Regions from separate parts of the Rattus norvegicus genome. Here region 1 is linked to region 2. The links are chromatin contacts, called in public Hi-C maps. All regions are on one chromosome and are shown on one strand. The core of a region is the stretch at or near the end of the contact, and the rest is flanking DNA. Distances in the headings are between cores, read along the strand shown.

What was found. Hi-C and Micro-C count contacts between places; a contact is called where the count stands out from the background.
Region 1: a Hi-C map of hepatocytes shows a contact between it and region 2, with 1.8 times the contacts expected there. The contact joins the enhancer-like site here to the promoter of Pak1ip1 in region 2. A contact is called at or near these places in 4 of 12 Hi-C or Micro-C datasets (Schwann cells, frontal cortex, hepatocytes and 1 more).

The regions. Positions count from the first base shown.
Region 1 is chr17:24,123,144-24,127,764 of GRCr8, forward strand. No RefSeq gene overlaps it. Among named protein-coding and RNA genes, the nearest start is that of Gcnt2, 81 kb to the left of the region's middle. Within about 2 kb of position 2,843, at least 7 of the 93 cell types and tissues checked have an H3K27ac peak or open chromatin away from gene starts, as enhancers often do. A contact at or near this core is called in hepatocytes and liver, where this site is marked.
Region 2 is chr17:23,957,800-23,962,621 of GRCr8, forward strand. It overlaps Pak1ip1 (PAK1 interacting protein 1), which reads right to left and starts at 1,256. Exons shown (of 10, transcript NM_001037356.1): 1 at 1,114-1,256. The coding sequence starts at 1,197. It also overlaps a transcript of C17h6orf52 not described here.

The DNA of each region.
Region 1 (4,621 bases), core at 1,593-4,092, 170 kb after region 2:
GAGAGTGTGAGATGCCGGGGACAATGATCCCCTGACAGAGTTGAGAACAGGGGGACACTTCCCTCCAAGTCACGGCTTCGTGAACACCATGAGAATGAGACTCAACTGCTGACTCGGGATAGACACCTTATGTGGGCCGAGACTAAAGTGTTCTGTGAGCAGACTCCCCACATAGAAAGCACCATCGCAAACACCAAAGTCACTTCAATATAAGGGATACTGAATTTCTTCAAGTTAAGGTCATCACAGCTGGCCAGAGGCGGGTCCCGTTAGCCACAATCGCCCAATATTTCGATCTAAAAATAAAGAACAGGTAGTCTTACTTTTCAAGGTTGGAGGTAACATTAACATTCTTCATGTCAACTCAATCTACAAGTGGAGAAAAATGGAAGCCAATGGTGTTGTATGACCCTCGGAACTTGCCAGCCAAAAATAAAGACACGGAGACCTTTCAATGATGCAAAGCTTAGGCCTCAGCTGGGTAGATATCTAATATAAGTTGACTGACTACTAACTAACTAACTAACTAACTAACTAACTAACTAACCTTAACAGTTTATGGTGGTAGCTTTCAAGAGACTAAGACTTTACATTACATGTTGAAACGAGTTGTATATGCCTATATACCTTAAATAAAATTCGAATGAATATACAGTCTGTTATAACAATTATAACCTTAAATTTCTGTCATCATATAAAATTCCACATCAATTTTTGAAACTTACAGTAGTCCACCCTGTTCTTCCCCTTTCATGGAGATATAATAATACACCAGGTTTGTCCTATCATTTCTTAGTCCATGGTGACCAATATTCTGTAGCAGGTTTGTTTCTATTGACCCATTGACAGCCAGAGAGATGCTGACTGCATACCCATTTTGCAGACTGGGAAGTTGAAACTCAAAAGCAAACCAACTGGTCTAACAGTGGGTGAATAGCACCGTGGAGTATTAAACTTGAATGTTCCTTCCCTCTCTTTTTCCTTCTGCCCCTTCCTTTGTCTCTTTTTCCTTCTCTCCTCCTTCCTTCCTCCCTCCCTTCTTCTCCCCCCTCCCTTCCCCCCCTCCCCCCCCCAGAGAGAGTTTCTCAGTGTAGCCTATCTATCCTGAAACTTAGTAGATCAGGTTGGCCTCCAACTCAAAGATTCACCTGCCTCTTCCTCCCCAGTGCTGGGATTAAAGGTGCCTGTCACTACTACCATTCATTTCATTTCTTTTCCTTTCTTTCTTTCTTTCTTTCTTTCTTTCTTTCTTTCTTTCTTTCTTTTTGAAGCAGAGTGTCATGTAGCAGATGTTGACCTTAAACTCAATACACTCCTAGGGCTAGCCTTGAATTCCTGACTCTCTTGCCTCAGCTTCCTTAGTGCTAAGATTATAGAAATATGTCACACTAGACTTTCCTTCCTTTTGGGGATGGTCAGGCTGGCTTAAAACTCCTGGACCTTACCATTCACCCACTGTGGTAGAGAGGACTATGAAGACCACTTCTCCCAGCAGTGAAATCTGACGTCTGATTCCATAGGCCTCCAAGCTGAAATAGTCTCTCCTCTGTCTCAAAGAGGTCCTTCTCACTTTTCAGGTCCTGGAGTGGCATAGGATTCCTGGTGACTCTTTCCTGCTGTCCCAAGTCTAAGCTGGGAAGCCCCTCCACCTAACAGAATCCTGTCTGCCCTATAATTGTGTGTCTGCTTTAATAAGCTCCAGGAATACTGTATCTGTCTGTTGACCACTGTACTTTTAGCATCTTGTTCATGGGAGAGCCAAAGGGATGAGTTAGGCTGAGCCTCTTTCTTACCTCTAAATCTGATGTCCTGGTTACTTCCTTCTCCTCCCCCTCCTCCCCTCCTCCTCCTCCTTCCCCTCCTCCCCTCCTCCTCCTCCCCCACCTCCTCCTCCTCCTCCTCCCCCTCCTCTACCTCCTCTTCCCCCTCCTCCTCCCCCTCCTTCTTCTTTTCCTTCACCTCGACACATATAGACTCATTTGAGAGAAAACCACAGTTGGGGAACTATCCCTACAAGATTGACCTGAGGGCAAGCCTGTGGTACATTTTCTTGGTTAATGATTGATGTGGGAGAGCCTGGCTTACTGGGTGATGCCACCTTTGGGCAGGTGGTCAAAGTAAGATGAGGAACACTGAGGGAAGTTAGCCTTTAGGTTCCTGCTTTGACTTCCTACTCTAACTTCCCTCAGTGACAGAGTGTGACCTGAGAGTCATAAGCTGAAGTAAATCCTTTCTGACTCGAGTCTCTTTTGGTCATCATGTAAGGGGGCCCCAGGACTGAGCACAAGTGACTCCATGATAGAAGTACCATCCAGATTGTAAACTCCGCACATGTTCAGCCCTACCTGACAAACTTCTGTTTGACATAGGCCTAACCTATCAAAGCCCATATACTTCTGGGAAAGTCTCTAAATGTACTAACTCTGTCTTTTAGCTTCTGTAGTTCCACTCCTGGCTAATTGTCCTTGTTAACAGAAGTATGGCAACCTAGAACATGGCTTCTGTCTTAAAAGCTCACCCCGAGGAAAGCTCAACGCGACACTGGGCTTCCAAACACTCAGTGTAGTCAGAGGCTAAGCAATCTTTTCTGCTGGCTACCTGACAGCAGTCACAGCAACAGAAACCCTAAGACAGCAAGGAGCAACAAAACTAAGGCTGGGGGCCCAGCGTGGCTTGATGAATATTTTTACACAGTTTTCAAACCTTAGAATGATTTAATGCTTTTAAATGGTTGGAAAAAATTAAAAGAATTCGAATATCCTGGTCTCCCAACTCCACCCTGGACCCCGCTGCAGTGGAGCCCTTGTCAAGATGTGGTGCTGCCCCCTAGTGGCCATATTAAGAATAGCTCAGTGTTTCTTCCCTTTCTTTGCAGTGCTAAGAGGCATCGAAAGCCGTGGCTCAAAACATGTCTCAGGGCAGCTCTTGTCTAGCAAGTTGCAAGGCTCTGGATTCCAGCTCGCATACTGCAGAAAAGAATAAGAGAGGAAAACACACAACCAACCGAATGTATGCCCAACCGTCAGTGTCCTAAACACACTGAAATAAAAATGAACTTGTTTTCATGTTCTTTGAACACCAACGTTTAAATTCTCACTCTCCTGTTGTTCAGAGAAGTCTAATGCTCTCCAAAAGGTCATCCCACTGACAGAAATAAGAACAGAGTTAGGGGTGTCTTCTCTGTCACAATATTTTATAGGGAAAGGAAGTTCCGTTTGGGCACCTAGAGGGACTTCTGAGAGCAGCCAATAGGAACAAGTTACTTCTCTATTTGTTTCGAAATCCTACAGGCGTGTCCAGCTCTGACTAGCATGCTACCAGCAGCACGTGCAACAATGAGTGAGATTCGACCCTCAACCAAGGGACAGATTAAACAGGCTTGTGGTTGTCTGAGCGTCTCGAGATCTGCTTTTATACGCACTCTCTATTCCCAGATGCCAATTTCAGTCAAAAGGTAACATTTGTGCTTTTCAGAGGCCTGTATTTGTACTTTGAAACACAGAGTTGATAACACTTACTGTGGGCTGATCTTATCAGGATTTGGTAAATAGGTTCAAAGGAACACAGGACTGATACTGGAGCCTGGGTGAGCAGGTGGTTTTAGTCGGCCTTTCGGGGGCAGTTGATTATATAATAGGTCATATTTACACACACCCTCTTCGTCCTTAGCTATCTCAGGTAAACAGATTTCTTTTTATAAACTCCAGAGTTAGCCTAGAGCACCAGCTTATTTCCGAGTACCAACTTCGTACCTCAGGTCCTCCGCCTGTCATTTTGTAGTTAAAGTGTCCTTGCACGGAGGACCAAGGTCACTGAAGTGCAAGGCCAGTTTTTAATCATGTACCATCAAAGGAAAATCTGACCCTTTTCTAATCTCCGAGGTTTAGAATCTGAGACCTCCCATGCCGAATTGCCAACATCAAAAGCTTTTGGTTTCTGTCTGAGCCTGGGTGTCGACCTGTATCTCAGGCTGGCTTTCACTTTGCCGTGTGGTTGAGGATAACCTTGAACTCCTCACCCTCCTGTCTCTACTTCCTCAGTGCTTGAATTACAAGCATGTGCTGCCATGCTCGGTTTATCTGCTGTTGAAGGTTGAAGCCAGGGCTGTGTACCTTCTGGGCAAGCATGCTACTAACTGATTCATAACCTGAACCCTAAGACTTGCTTTAAAAAGTTGTAAAAATAATCCAGATGTAGTGGCAAATGCCTTTAGTCCCAGTACTTGGGGTGGTGGTGGGGAGGTAAGCACATTTCTTTGAATTCAAGGGCAGCTTGGTTTGCAAAGTAAGTCTCAGGGCAGCAAGGGCTTCACTGGAAGATCATATAACAAAAAAGTAAGGACATATAACAAAAGATGCCATTAGATACCATTGTAACTGTCCCTGTTTGTTATATATCATATTTCTAGAACATTCTCATCTCCAAAAATATTTGTGTACTTAAACACAATCATCCTAAGAAAGTTTCCTTCCTCAATAATGATGAAGGGTGAGAAATTCCTCTGAGAAAAAATGCTCATGAAAATGGAAAGAAGAAGTATTATATATATTTGTATATAATATAAATATATAATAATATATATAAATTGTCGGTGCCTGCACCGACACGGTACCGAGAATCG
Region 2 (4,822 bases), core at 6-2,505:
GTATCTTATTTTCATACCTGACAAAAATACATTTCTTACTGTGCTACATTTTACCTCCCTGTATTTCTTTTGCTCGCCATTCCTTCGACCAAGAAGGCTACAAGAGCAGGATCCACAGCTCTGGCACATTTCCCCCTGCCCACAGTAAATAGTAAGTCTGCATCACTTTCTTCCTCCCAATCCAGTTGGAATACTTCTTTTATATGTAACTTTTATTTTATGTAATTGGTGTTTTGACTGTATAGATGTCTGTATGAGGGTATCAGATCCGTTGGTTACAGTTGTGAGCTGCCACTGTAGGTGACTGGAAATTAAACCAGATCTGGAAGAACAGCCAGCGCTTAAACCGCTGAGCCATCTCACCAGCTCTATTGAAGTTTGTTAACCAGGATTGAAACTCAGTGAAAGGTAAAGGTATTTTTACATTAGAACTTGAAGAACTATAGTAATTGTCAGTTTAAATGCACACCTTATTTTTCATGTATGTTATAAAATTGCCAGTTTTTCATGCCTTGAGAATACTTTAAGTTTTTTTCTTTTTAATTACCATATAACTGTATATATTTATGGAGCACAATGGGATTTCAATGCACACATAGATCAGGTATGAAAAAGACAACCTATGCCCTCAACGATGAACTATGTCTTTGAGTTCAAAATACTCTCCAGTAACTACTTTAAAATATACGATTAATTGCTGTCGACTATAGTTACCTTTCAAGGCAAAAACACAAAACACCCCAAAACAGTCCTCCCACCAAACTTCATTTCTGTAAGTTGGCCCCAACCTCCTCTGTCAACCATTCATCTACTCCCCCCATCGACATGAACATTTTTCGTTTCCTTCTGTGGACATTTTATCTACTTTAACAAGTGAATATTATCTCATTCTGAAAAGCCTCTACTCTATAAAGAGCAGGATCCTTCTACCCAAGCTCTGAGCTCACTATCCTTCTGTCTCAGCCTCTCCAGAGCTAGGATTATCTGCATAAACCTGTCCGTTTTCCAACAAGTCCTCCACGGGGACCCAGCAATAAACGACAGACGCCACGGTTCTGGCGGGGAGGAATCAGCCCGCCGGTCCCCCGCAGCCCCGGACTCGCGGTGCCTCACCTCCCGGTGGCCACTCTTCGCGGGCCCGCGGTGCACTGTAAACCCAAAGAGGACCTGCTCGTAGCTGCCAGCGACCAGCTCCATTCAGCAGCACACGTGCCTTGCCGGAGAAGCCGGCGTGGGAACCCAATGGAAGCGGAGGACCGCCTTTCGGAAGTCGGCGCGCAAATTATACGTCATCCATCAGGGGGCACCTTTTAGGCGCCTGCAGATGGCAATAACGGAGTACGCTCTCGAATGTCACGTGGCCCTTCTACGACAAGCTGGAGGAATGAAGCCGCAGGAGGAGGATTGCAGAGCAGAGAAAAAAGTTGTAGCAAGCAGGCAAATCCATGGAAGCCGTGAGCTCCGCCAGCCTTGGGGAGTGGGCGGGACAGACTCCGCTCAAGCACCAATTTCCGGTGCGCCTAAGGAAGGGGCGGATCCACTTCCGGCCTCGGAGGTTGCGGTTGTTGAAACTCCCTTCGTAGTTCCTGGAGTGTGGCAGCGGATTAGGAGTCTAGAGTTAGGTTTCCTTCGATTGTAATTTTCTTACTATTAAGAGGCGGTCTCTCGCTTCGTCGCCCAGGTCAGCGCCTGCAGCCACCCCATGGCTTGGGTCACAAGCGAAGGGTTTCCTTTTAGTGTAGAGAGCAGATTAGGGGCTTCTCTGTCGGGTCGGCCCGGGGACGATCAGGGCTCGCTGGAACCAGAGCTGGCAGTGTCCCCTCGCTGGACTGAGAGCCCGATCCTGCCAGTCCGTGTCCCGCCCGCAGGCCAAGCGGTCCATCTCCTCAGCCCTTCTTGCCTGCTGGCTTCTCCGATCTAATCAAACTGGCCCGCGTTAGGACACGCTCTGAGCCACGGGGGAAAAAGATTGTCTTCAGAGAGGAGGACAGTAGGGTTCGAAATGGAAGACTCGCATTTCCTCTAGTGTACGTCACCTATATTAAGGGGCAAAGTGCAAAAGTTAATGAAAGCAACATCTTTTTTTTTTTTTAACTTCGAGGTTTCCATACATTTTAGGAAGGGTCAGGGATGAGTTTTCTGAGGATGTCAAAAGTGCATACGTCATAGCGGGTGATTATGTCAGATCTTGACACAGGTATGTGTCGAGTTAATGGAGTCCTTAAGTACTTACTGAGACTTTATTCTCAAACACTTGTTCTCTGACGGCCGGTTTTGTTCGAGTCTGAGGGAAATAATTTCACTTTGGATGTTCTGAAGATTTTTCAATTATGGGAAGGGCGGTGTTCTTCTAGTTTGGGCTATTCCACTTGCAAGCCCCCAGTCCAGTGGAAACCCTTGTATTAATTAATTTGTGTACAGTTACTGCTAGTAACCCTGAGCATGTTAGTTAATTATTTTCTCCAGAGAATTACTAAAGTTGGAATATGTCTCCTTAGCTTGGAACAAAGAGGTCTGATTATTGTCCTACCCGTGGTGTGATACAGTTTACGTTAGCTCATACTCAGTTTTTTTTTTCGGAGCTGGGGACCAAACCCAGGGCGCTCATACTCAATTTTTAATGCAATAGTATCATTTCCAAAAAATGGGGATGAGTAAAACTGTTTCAGAGTCCTGTGCTTTATTTTCTCTGTTCTGGGAAACGCTCCACCCCCTCATTACCTACCTCCAGGGAAATAGCTGCTGCTGTTGGAGAAATATAAGTGTGGGTATTTTTAAAATTACAACAGAGGAAGTGTGATTGCTGAAAGTCCTTCATCTTTATTTCGTTAATTTCCTGAATCTTTTTTCCCCCCATCTTTATTAACTTGGGTATTTCTTATTTACATTTCTATTGTTATTCCCTTTCCTGGTTTCCAGGCCAACATCCCCCTAACTCCTCCCCCTCCCCTTCTATGTGGATGTTCCCCTCCCCATCCTCCCTCTATTACCGCCCTCCCCTCAACAATTCCGTTCACTGGGGGTCCAGTCTTGGCAGGACCAAGGGCTTCCCCTTCCACTGGTGCTTTTACTAGGCTATTCATTGCTACCTATGAGGTCATAGTCCAGGGTCAGTCCATGTATAGTCTTTGGGTAGTGACTTAGTCCCTGGAAGCTCTGGTTGGTTGGCATTGTTGTTCATATGGGGTCTCAAGCCCCTTCAAGCTCTTCCAGTTCTTTCTCTGATTCCTTCAACGGGGTCCCGTTCTCAGTTCAGTGGTTTGCTGCTGGCATTCGCCTATGTATTTGTTGTATTCTGGCAGTGTCTCTCAGGAGAGATCTACATCCGGTTCCTGTCGGCCTGCACTTCTTTGCTTCATCCATCTTATCTAGTTTGGTGGCTGTATATGTATGGGCCACATGTGGGGCAGGCTCTGAATGGGTGTTCCTTCTGCCTCTGTTCTAAACTTTGCCTCCCTATTCCTTCCCAAGGGTATTCTTGTTCCCCTTTTAAAAAAGGAGTGAAGCATTTGAATTTTGGTCATCCTTCTTGAGTTTCATGTGTTCTGTGCATCTAGGGTAATTCGAGCATTTGGGCTAATATCCAATTTCCCTAATTTTTAGTAGAGAAAGTTAGGTCCAGATCTCCCATGCTCCTGGTGGCTTGGTAGAATTACTGTTGTAAAAATGGCTGCACTACCGCAATTAATCTACAGATTTAACATAATGTGAATTTTGATTAATAGTTGAAGAGTTTAGAAATAAAAACACTGCTGGGAGAATTATAACACCTGACCTCAAATTATACTATAGTGCTATAGTGATAAAGACAGCCTGGTACTGGTGTAAAAACAGGTAGACCAATGGAATAGAGGACCTAGAAATAAAATGGGGAAGAAATGTCCACTTAATTTTTACATAGGAACCAAAAAATGTACTTTGGGGAAAAAAGATAGCATGTTTAGTAATTAGTACTAGCAAAACTGGATATCTGCTTGCAGAAGAATTAAACTAGATTCATTCATACCTTTCACATTGTGCAAAAAGCAATTCAAAACAGATCAAAGAATTTACAACCAGAAGTGATGATACATTTGGAAGAAAACAGAAACAGTACTTTTCAAGTACTCTTGGTATAGTTGTTTCTGGTAAAACATCAATAGCCCAGGAACTATCCCTGCTTATCAACAGGATACATGAAATAAGGAATCTCTGCACAACAAAGGAAGCTATGAGAACAAACAGCACACAGAATGGGAGAAAAATTTACCAACTACATTCCAAACAGTGGCCAATACCCAGAGTCTACAAAGATTTGAAATTAAATACCAAGGAAATAAAACCTCTAATCAGCAGATTAGCAAACTAGTTGAATGGACAGTTTTCAAGAAAAAAAGGGGTGGGGGCAATAACTATTTTTTAAAGTGTTCAACACCAGAGAAAAGCCAATTAAATTTGAGACGCTGCCTCATCCTAGTCAGAATATCTGTCATCAAGAATCTGACAACAAATGCTGGAAAGGATGAGGAGAGGAGAACCTTCACTCATGGCTGGTTTGGTGCCAATTAATACAACCATTGTGGAAATTGATTTGGAGATTCTTCAATTAAAATATAACTACCATATGAACCCACGGTTTTGCTCCTGGGAATACAGCCGGGAACTTCCACACTCTACCACAGAAACATTTTCACCCCCATGTTTATTGCCACTTTTTTCTCTATAGTAAGGAAACCACGTTATCAGCAGATGAGAGGATAGTGAAAATCTGGCACATACATAGAATGGGACAGTCTTTGGCTCTTCAGAAAATGACATAACATTTTGCAAAGAAAACAGATAA